Linked DNA regions of Canis lupus: region 2 is linked to region 1. The links are chromatin contacts, called in public Hi-C maps. All regions are on one chromosome and are shown on one strand. Each heading gives the region's core, a stretch centred on a gene start, on an enhancer-like site or on the middle of the called end of the contact. The rest is flanking DNA. Distances are from core to core; before and after follow the strand shown. Region 1 overlaps MOCOS (molybdenum cofactor sulfurase). Region 2 holds the start of C7H18orf21 (UPF0711 protein C18orf21 homolog).

What was found. Hi-C and Micro-C count contacts between places; a contact is called where the count stands out from the background.
Region 2: a contact with region 1 is called in a Hi-C map of blood, with 5 times the contacts expected there. The contact joins the promoter of C7H18orf21 here to the enhancer-like site in region 1. A contact is called at or near these places in 2 of 9 Hi-C or Micro-C datasets (both in blood).

Annotation. Positions count from the first base shown.
Region 1 is chr7:53,955,181-53,960,314 of UU_Cfam_GSD_1.0, reverse strand. MOCOS (molybdenum cofactor sulfurase) reads left to right here. Exons shown (of 16, transcript XM_038543485.1): 4 at 1,136-1,514; 5 at 1,629-1,777; 6 at 3,902-3,978. Among named protein-coding and RNA genes, the nearest start is that of MOCOS, 13 kb to the left of the region's middle. Within about 2 kb of position 2,759, at least 13 of the 20 cell types and tissues checked have an H3K27ac peak or open chromatin away from gene starts, as enhancers often do. A contact at or near this core is called in blood, where this site is marked.
Region 2 is chr7:54,177,257-54,182,390 of UU_Cfam_GSD_1.0, reverse strand. It overlaps C7H18orf21 (UPF0711 protein C18orf21 homolog), which reads left to right and starts at 2,054. Exons shown (of 4, transcript XM_038543498.1): 1 at 2,054-2,289; 2 at 2,401-2,423. The coding sequence starts at 2,213.

The sequences.
Region 1 (5,134 bases), core at 1,510-4,009:
TGGGCATCTTGTTTTATCCATCCCCCCTTTTCTCCATGTGTAATATTCCTTTTTAGTAATTTCCAAGTGGTGCCTGAAGTTGCTTGAATCAATATAACAAGTTATTTCCAATTTAAAAGGGAAGCTGGGCTGCCAATTTTAAAAGCACCATGAAACAAGTTGGTGACTTAAAACTTGCTGCAATAGAGCTGAACCAAGGAGAGTGGTCCAAGGAGAGAGTATTTTCTAGGGTTGAGGTTGTTGTGGATTTTTATCTTTTTTAAAAAAGATTTATTTATTCATTTATTTGAGAGAGAGAAGGAGATAGAGAGCACATGAGCACAGGGGGAGACAGGGGCGGGAAAGGAGAAAGAGAATCCCAAGCAGACTCCCCATTGAGCATGGAGTTTGACTCAGGGCTTGATCTCACAACCCTAAGATCATGACCTAAGCTGAAATCAAGAGTTGGATGCTCCGGGTGCCTGGGTGGCTCAGTCAGTTAAGCATCTGCCTTCAGCCCAGGTTGTGATCCCAGGGTCCTGGGATGGAGCCAAGCCTGTATTGGTCTCCCTGCTTAGTGGGGAGCCTGCTTCTCCCTCTGCTGCACCCCACCTCCTACTCATGCTTGTGTACTCTCTCTCTGAAATAAATAAATAAAATCTTTAAAAAAGGAAAAAAAAAAAAGGAATCAAATGCTCAATAGACAGCTACCCAGGTGCCCCATGGATTTTTTTTTAAAAGATTTTATTTGTTCATGAGGAAGAGACAGAGACAGAGACAGAGACAGAGACATAGTCAGAGGGAGGAGCAGGCTCCATGCTGGGAGCCCAACGTGGGACTCCTGGAGCTCCCAGATCACTCCCTGGGCCAAAGGCAGGCATTAAACCGCTGAGCCACCCAGGCATCCTGCCCCAGGATTTTTATCTTATCCATTGAGGGTGGGGACATGGGAGGCAGAGCTGCTCTTGCCAGCTTGAACCGGTTTGTCATCTCTTCCTGCTGCTTGCTCTGCCCCTACCCTAACTTTGTAATTGTGGCAAAGCTGATCTGGGTTTTTCCCTAAATATAAAGGGAGAGCGAGAGGTCAAATACAGCTACCCCTGAACATTTGACACTATTGAGACCATGGATTGGCATGATGCTATGCTTCTTCCAGGATTCTGGCGCACTTCCACACCTCCTCAGAGGACTACAGTGTGATTTTCACAGCAGGGAGCACGGCTGCTCTTAAACTGGTGGCGGAGGCCTTCCCGTGGGTGTCCCCAGGCCCGGAGTGCAGCGGGAGCCGGTTCTGTTACCTCACTGACAGCCATACCTCCGTGGTGGGCATGAGGAAGGTCACCACGGCCATGAACGTCACTTCCATCCCAGTCAGGCCAGAGGACATGCGGTTGGCAGAGAGACGGGCCGCTGCCGCCAGTGACCCTGACTGCCAGCTTCCGCATCTCTTCTGTTACCCCGCGCAGAGTAACTTTTCCGGGACCAGGTACCCCCTGTCCTGGATAGGAGAGGTCAAGGCTGGGCGGATGTGCCCTGTGAGTGTGCCTGGCAAGTGGTTCGTGCTGCTCGATGCAGCCTCCTATGTGAGCACCTCACCTTTGGACCTGTCGGTCCACCAGGCCGACTTTGTCCCCCTCTCCTTCTATAAGCTCTTTGGATTCCCCACTGGCCTGGGTGCCCTGCTGGTGAATAATCGTGTGGCTCCTCTGCTGAGGAAAACCTACTTTGGAGGGGGCACAGCTGCTGCGTACCTGGCAGGAGAAGACTTCTACATCCCAAGAAGCTCGGTGGCTGAAAGGTAACCTCTCTGTGGGAGTGGCTGACTGGAGTTCAGCAAGGCAGGGGTTCTGGCCCGCGTCACCTATAGGGTTGTGCAAGGGACCCAACTGGGCCACTGGGGTTGGAGGGCTGGAGTGGAGTGGATGGAGGCCGGCTGGAGTGTGCCCCAGGTGGCTTAGTGAACTGGACCCCCCACTTGGGGCTTCTCCATAGCTATGAGGGTACAAGGGCTGCAAGCAGGAGAGGTGAAAGACTCTCAGGAGAGGAAGGAAGATAGGCCACCAGGCCTTTTCCCAGAGCACAGGCAAGAGGTACAACGGTTTACTCAAGCAGTCATTTTAAAAGATGGCATTGTTTGGAACAAGTTTGCGTGCATATTGATGGCACAACTGGTTATTATATTTTAAAAGATTTATTTATTTATTCATGAGAGACACACAGAGAGAGAGACAGAGACAGACAGAGACACAGGCAGAGGGAGAAGCAGGCTCCACGCAGGGAGCCCGATGCAGGACTCGATCCCGGGTCTCCAGGGTCACGCCCTGGGAGGAAGGCGGCGCTGAACCGCTGAGCCACTGAGCCACCCGGGGCTGCCCAAATAAAATCTTTTTTTTTTTTTTTTAAAGATTTTATTTATTTATTTCTGAGAATACGCAGAGAGGAGAGAGAGAAGCAGAGACACAGGCAGAGGAAGAAGCAGGCGCCATGCAAGGAGCCTGACATGGGACTCGATCCCAGGTCTCCAGGATCAGGCCCTGGGCCAAAGGCAGGCGCTAAACTGCTGGAGCCACCCGGGCTGCCCCCAAATAAAATCTTTAAACAAACAGAAATGAAAACAACCCAGTTGATTCATTAATTGTTGGTTCACATAATTGATTCACGGCTATCATTAACACATCGGTTTTATAAAGAAATCAACATTGCAGTAACAGTATTCTGAGCAGACCTCATCTCTAGAATCTTAAAATACAAAGCAGAGCATTTCCCCTGAAAGCTTCAACTTGCTTCCGTCACCCACAGGTGGGCTCGCAGAGGCTGCCGTCCCCATCCTCAGGCCAGTGCTCGCTGACACCTCCTGCCTCCGGGCCCCCCCCCCCGGACTCTGCCTGTCAGGCTCTGGGTCCGCATCCCGCCCCTGCTCTCTGCCCTGAGCCCTGCAGCCACGCGTCAGCCTCCCCACCTCCCCACCGCCGGCGTCCTCCGACTTGCCGCCCACCACCGTCCCGCGCCCCCGCTGGCTCCCCGCTCATGCGCACTCGCGCCCAGCCGCACCGACGCAGCACTGACGCACTGACGCACTGACGCAGCACTGACGCGCCGACGACGCGCTGACGTCCCTGCCGTTCAGGGCGCGTGCCCGCTTCCGCCCGCTTCCGCCCGCTCGGGGTGTTCCCTGCGGCCTCTGCCTGGGACGCCCTTTCCCTCTGTGAACTCTGCTGTTTCAAAAATGATCCTTCTGCATCCTCAGTGCACTGTCACCCGCTGGCGTGTTGCTTACCTGTCGCGTGTCGTCCCTTGTTTCTGTGCCTCAGGACAAGGGAAGCGCCAGAAGGGCACCGAGGACGGTGCCTGGCGCGCAGTGTGTGGGCAGTAGAGATTTGATGAATATTTTGGCTAGATGAGAAATCACAGAATGCGACGATCGTGAACACCCTGATAATCCAGGAGGGGCATGTGTGCTGTATCGGGAGCCTCCTAATGTTCCCCGAAGCCTGTGGTTCCGCAGGTTGGCATCCTAGACTTCCGAGCGCGTTGATCACACCCAACCGACGCCTTGCCAGCGGGGTTCCCTTGGGGTCAAGGGCAGCGTTTTAAGAGCCCGTGGCGCTTGGGGTCTTGTCAAAGTCTTCACGGGGGCAGGATAGCACTTCTCGAGGCGGTGACTGTCTTTTAGGGTCCTTTGTCACCATGGCCATCCGATCCCAAGGAAGCACCCCCAGTGAGCGAGTCAGGGCCAGAACCGGCCCCATCCGTCTCTGTGTGTAAATCCGTCTATCCTGACTGGGAGAGCAGTGGTTTATAAGACAGCAGAGGTATTCATCGATTATAGCCAAGACTAGAGTCAAAACCTTGTTGCATGCCACAAAATGCACATGGAGATGTTGGCCACAGCTTGACCTTGTTCCCCTCAACCCTGTTACAGGTTTGAAGATGGCACCATCTCCTTCCTTGACGTGATAGCACTAAAACATGGATTCGATGCCCTAGAGCGCCTCACAGGTCAGTGGACCCTTTTATCTATGTGGAATTTGCTCCTGTCACCTGCGTCCTTGAGGGAGCCTTGGAATGGGTGCGGTTTAGATAAGGTAGGTAAGGACGTACGGTCTGTGTGAGCGGCTGGCACTTGGGAGCTGTACCCTGAATGCAGTTGAAGCTTATCCTGAAGAACTTCAGAATGACTTCTGAGGCAAGAGCAAGAGGCTGAGGTGCTGTGTGTGTGTGTGTGTGTGTGTGTGTCAGTTAAAAGAACATTTTCACAAGTAGGAGATTATTCCAAACCAGGAGATTAGTAGCTTCACAGGAGCAGAGGAGCCATCCTTGGTCCCCAAACTAGGACTGGTTACAGATCCTGAGACCTTATTCAGCTGCTACCTTTCTGGGTCCTCCCTCCTGTCACACTGGGGAGCTATATGATGAGCCCACTTTGCTCATGAGGAGCTAATATTTAGAGAGGTTAAATGCCTTCCCTGGGACCTAATAATTGAGATGGCTGAGATGTCCACCTAGACCATAATAATGCCTAACCCTGAGCCCCAACCACTGTCTCTGTTGTTGGCATTTGCAGTGATGCAGGTTTTCTTTCCTGGCAAATGTTTGGGGTGTGTGGGCAGGTGGAGGACCCTCACAGTAGGCTGACACACAGAGAGTTGCCACTTCCCATCATGTGGAGCTTGACACAAAGATACATGACTGGAAGAACGTGTGTCTCATGCACCAGGCATCCACCATCCTGTTGTGCTCCTGGGCACTCCTCTAGAGGCTGAGGTTCTAGAACTGGGTGGTACTGCTTGGACCATCCATATGGAAATGGAGTTGTGGTGAACCAGGGATATGGCTTAATGATTAGGTAGTCCTTCCTTTCTCTCTCTCTTGCCACCGTAACGGGACTCTTCAGGTTCTTGGCCTGAGCTGGGGGCAGACAGGATTCACAGGAGTGGAGGGGAGTCCTGATGGTAATGCAGAGAGTGTACACCATCCAAGACAAAGAAAAGACAATAAAGACAAGTATTGAGATATGAGCACTTTTCCAAGGGAAGATATTAATAGACACCCAAACTGCAAGCTGCAGGTCTGATGGGGGCAGGGACACCTCTGAACTGAAAACAGACTGACCATATCAGTTCCACAATAAAGCAAACCCTGGTTATTCCTACTT
Region 2 (5,134 bases), core at 805-3,304, 220 kb before region 1:
CTCTTCATCCCTTGGGGTTAAGGGTTCATACTGGAAAGGGGTACATGGTACATGTTCCTTCAGGAATCCAGGGTACTGTCAAATTCAAAGGTGAGTGACAGGTGAATAACAGATAATATTTCATAAATCATCGAAGGTGGGGGTATTGCTGCCAGTGTTGGGTGAAATTTGTTCAAAGCTAATGTCCTGGAACATGTTTGAGATTCAGTTCTTCTTAGACGTTAACAGGTATTTGGATGCCTAGGACAACACTCAAAGAATGATTAACTTTCTTGTCACACTCTTCGAGTGGGAACATAGCTTCTTTGGTTTATTCAAATGCAGGGTGAAATACAGAATATGAGCAAATGGGGTCTTGCAGAAAACAGCAGAAATTCAACCTTTCTAAAAATGGAATCCTTTCAGTTTCCCTATCTCAATTTGAGTCCTTTTGGATATCAAAAATGAAGGATAAATAATGGTCTAGTCTCTGGTATATATACATGTATATATATACATATGTGTGTAGATAGATAGATATATATATCTATCTACACACATATATATAATCACTCAACTGACTGAGCCACTCAGGCACCCCCAGAACATATTTTTTGAAACTCTAACAACTCAACAACAAAAGGCAAACAACCGAGTTTTAAAATGGGCAAAGGACTTCAATAGACATTTCTCCAAGAAAATATACAAGTTGTCAACAAACACGTGAAAGGATGCTCAACACCATTATTCATTGGGAAATGCAAATCAAAACCACAAGGAGAGGCCAGTTCATACTCACTAAGAATGGTTAGAATTAAAAAAAAAAAATTACAAAATAGGGGATCCCTGGGTGGCGCAGCGGTTTGGTGCCTGCCTTTGGCCCAGGGTGTGATCCTGGGAGACCCTGGATCGAATCCCACGTCGGGCTCCCGTCGGGCTCCCGGTGCATGGAGCCTGTTTCTCCCTCTGCCTGTGTCTCTGCCTCTCTCTCTCTCCCTCTCTCTGTGTGACTATCATAAATAAATAAAAATTTATTTAAAAAAATTACAAAATAAAACAAAAGTAGAAAATGAGAGTTGGGGAAGATGTGAGGAAATTAGAATACTGCTAAACATGGAATTACCATATGACCCAGCATTCACTTTTAGGTGTTTATCCAAAAAAAAAAAAAAAAAAACAAACAAACTCACAACACAGGGGTTCTGGGATCGAGTCCCACGTCGGGCTCCCTGCATGGAGCCTGCTTCTCCCTCTGCCTGTGTCTCTGCCTCTCTCTCTCTCTCTCATGAATAAATAAATAAAATTTAAAAACAAAACAAAACAGAAAACAGATTGTGCATATTGCACAACAGCCAGAAGGTAGAAACAACCCAAATGTCCATCATGGATGAATGGATAAACAACACTTGGTATACATATAATGTAATATTCAATCATAAAAGGGAACGAAGTTCTGACATAAGCTACGAGGTGGAAGAACCTCAAAACCATCACACACTACGTGGAAGACGCCAGACACGAGAGATCATGCCTACGAATGACTCTCTTTACAAGAAACGTCCCGAATAAGCCCATACAGCCAGAAAGCGGGCTCGGGGTGGCCGGGGGCTGGGAGCGGAGGAGAACCGGGAGGGGGTTTCCGACAGGGCGACAGAAAGGTTTCCAAACTCGGTAACAGCAGGGTTTGCCAACACTGAAAACGCACTCCCGCTGCGGGCGAGGCGAGGCGAGGAGAGGAGGAAGCCGGCTGGTGCTGCCCCGAGGGCAGTCTGGCCTGGTCCCCTCCCAGGCTCGCGGCCCCGCGGACCACGGCGGCCTCCCGCGGGCCGCACACCGCCGCCCGGCCCAGACCGATTCCCCGGATGGAGAATCTACAAGGCGACGCGACGGGGGAGGAAGTGACGACAGGAGCGCCACAGGGGACGCTCAGGAGCGAGCGAGAGGCGGACGCAACATCCCACGCGCCGACGTCGCCACCGGGACCTGAAGCACGATGCTCCGCGCAGGCGCAGGTCTGCGGCGCATCGGCGCGGGCCCTGGGGGCGGGGCCTGGGGCTGGGGGCGGGAGACCGTGGGCCTGCGCGCCTGCGCGCCGGGCGGGGAGCGAGGGACGCCGGAACTCTTCAGCCACCGGCGCCAGTTTCCGGAGGGAGCGCGGATTCCGAAGTCAAGGTCCGGCTGGCTGCGAACCCGGCTTCCGGAGGTTGCTCGTGTCGTGGGGGCGGCGGTGACAATGAGGCAGAAGCACTACCTTGAGGCTGCGGCTCGGCAACTGCACGACAGCTGCCCGGGCCAGGCCCGGTATCTCCTGTAAGAGCGGGGCGGGATGCGGGGCGGGATGCGGGGCGGGATGCGGGGCGGGCGTCAGGGGCGGCACGGCGGGGTCTTCTGCTCCCTCACCGGTCTCCTCCTCCTTTGCAGCTGGGCCTACAGCTCGTCGCACGGTAGGGAGAACGTCCGTCGGTTGTGGGTCGGTCTGTCGTCGCCCCGCTGCCCCAGCTCCGCGCGGCGCTCAGGATGACCCAGAAGGGAAACCTCGTCGACCCACTGCCCTCATAACCGCCCCTCCCGCCCTCCCAGAGCCTTCTGTTAGTGAAAACTCCAAATTCCTTAGACCTCCTTTCTAGTTACACTCCCTTCCCTGGTGACGGTTGTTCATCCAGTGCCCTAGCTTTTAAATTCTCTATACTGAGGACTTCCAAATGTATGCGCCCAACCAAGACTTCTCCCGCTTCTACACTCCTATCCAGATGCCTTCTTGATGACTTTTTTTTTTTATTTTAAGATTTTGTTTACTTATTTGAGAGACACAGATAGCATCAGAGAGCACAGGTGGGGAGGAGAGGGAGAAGCAGGCTCTCCGCTGAGCAGGGAGACCGATGCGGGGCTGGATCCCAGGAGCCTGGGATCAGGACCTGAGCACCCCCCCAGGCGCCCCGTTGACACCTTTTTAATGTCTCTTAGGCCAGAAGTGGAGCTTTACCCCCCCCAACACAGTCTTCCTCCTCCAGTTCTTCCAAATTCAGTAAATGGTAATTCTGTCCTTGGAGTTAATTCAGCCCTCAAACCCTGGGGCCATTCCTGGCGTCCTAAAAGTCGTCTTCCCCAAGCCAATGCCAGCAAATCGTGCCGGCTTTGAAATACGTTCTGAACCTGGCATCTTCTCACCGATCTATTTTACCACCCTGGACCAAGTTAATAGCAGGATTGTGGGGCAGCAGCTCTCAGCATTTCTACATCCATTCTCAATTGAGCAGCCAAAGTGAGTGCAGGAGAAACCTAAGCTTGATCATGTCACTTCTCTGCCACAAAGTCTCAAGTGACTTCCCAATTCAGAGTAAAAGTGAAAATCTTAGAAGGATTACAAGGCCCTACACCAAACGCCTGCATTACCTCGCCTGACTTCCTTTCTCCTTTTTGCTCACTCAACTACAAGCACTGTTAGGCCTCCTTGCTCTTTTGCAGCCTTCGCAGCTTCCCTTCCTTCCTTCTGCCTGGAACTCTTAGCTCACATATCTGTGTGGATTCCATCTTCATTTTCTTCTGCTTTCTACAGATGTTATTCCACAAAGCCTTCCCTGGTTACCTTATTTAAGACACAGTAGTTCCGGGCAGCCCGCCCGGGTGGCTCAGCGATTTAGCGTCGCCTTCGGCCCAGGACCTGATCCTGGGGATCCGGGATTGAGTCCCATGTTGGGCTCCCTGCTTGGAGCCTGCTTCTCCCTCTGCCTGTGTCTCTCATGAATAAATAAAATCTAAAAAAAAACAAAAAAACAAACTACAGCAGCTCCATTGCCACTCCTATTCAAATCTTTTTTTTTTTTTTTTTTTTTTAAGATTTTATTTGTTTATTCATGAGAGACACACAGAGAGAGGTAGGCTCCATGCAGGAAGCCTGATGTAGGACTGGATCCCGAGACTCCAGGATCACACCCTGGGTCGAAGGTGGCGCTAAACCACTGAGCCACCTGGGCTGCCCTTGAATCTTTTTTTCTTCCCAGCACACTACACATTTGTGTTGCTATATTTACTTTCTCTCTCTATGAGTTGTCCTTTATTCACTGTCCTGACTCTTGTGCCCAGAACTCTGCCTGGCACTTTCCAAATACTCAGTAAATGAATGAATGTAACATTTGAGGGATCCCTGGATGGCTCAGCGGTTTGGTGCCTGCCTTCGGCCCAGGGCATGATCCTGGAATCCTGGGAGCAAGTCCCACATTGAGCTCCCTGCATGGAGCCTGCTTCTCCCTCTGCCTGTGTCTCTGCCTCTCTCTCTCTGTCCCTCATGAATAAATAAATTTTTTTTAAAAATTGGCAGAGCTGAGTTACAAGCATGGTAGTTAGTTGTTGTATACTTAGCAGAGTGTTCACTAATAAGTATTTGTTGAATAAATCCATGGTGTGCCCACCTTCCTTTCCAGCTGCATCACACCCTCACCTTTCCCTAATAACCATGCTTTCTTTTTCACTGTACTTCTACCTGAAAGCCCTTTTTACCAGTAAGGGATGCCATCTCCAAGTACAGATACTTGGATTATTTGACCACCACTTCTTTGAAGTGTTTCTGGCCAGTCTATACAGAGTTTAATAGTTTCCAGGGCATTTTAATCATACTGTGTTACAGTTGTTACTGATCTTTTTTTGTTTGCTTAGGGCTCCCCTAGAATTTGAGTTATTTAAAGATAGCAGCTCGGGACACCTGGGTGGCTCAGTGGTTGAGCGTCTGCCTTTGGCCCAGGGCGTGATCCTGGGGTCCTGAGATCGAGTCCCGCATTGGGCTTCCTGCAGGCAGCCTGCTTCTCCCTCTGCTTATGTCTCTGTCTCTCTCGCTGTGTCTCTCATGGATAAATAAATCTTAAAAAAAAAACTCTTTATTTTTTTAAGATTTCATTTATTTATTGACACAGCACAAACAGGGGGAGTGGCAGGGAGAGTGAGAAGTAGGCTCCCTGCTGACCAAGATGTCTAATGCAGGGCTCAATCCCAGGACCCTGGGATCATGACGAGCTGAAGGCAGAAGCTTCCGCTGGCCGGGGCCAGGGTTCGGGCTGGGGCTCGGGCCGGGGCTGGGGATAATTAAAAAAAAAAAAAAAAAAAAAATGAAGGCAGAAGCTTAATGAACTGAGCCACCCAGGCACCCCAAGATAGCAGATCT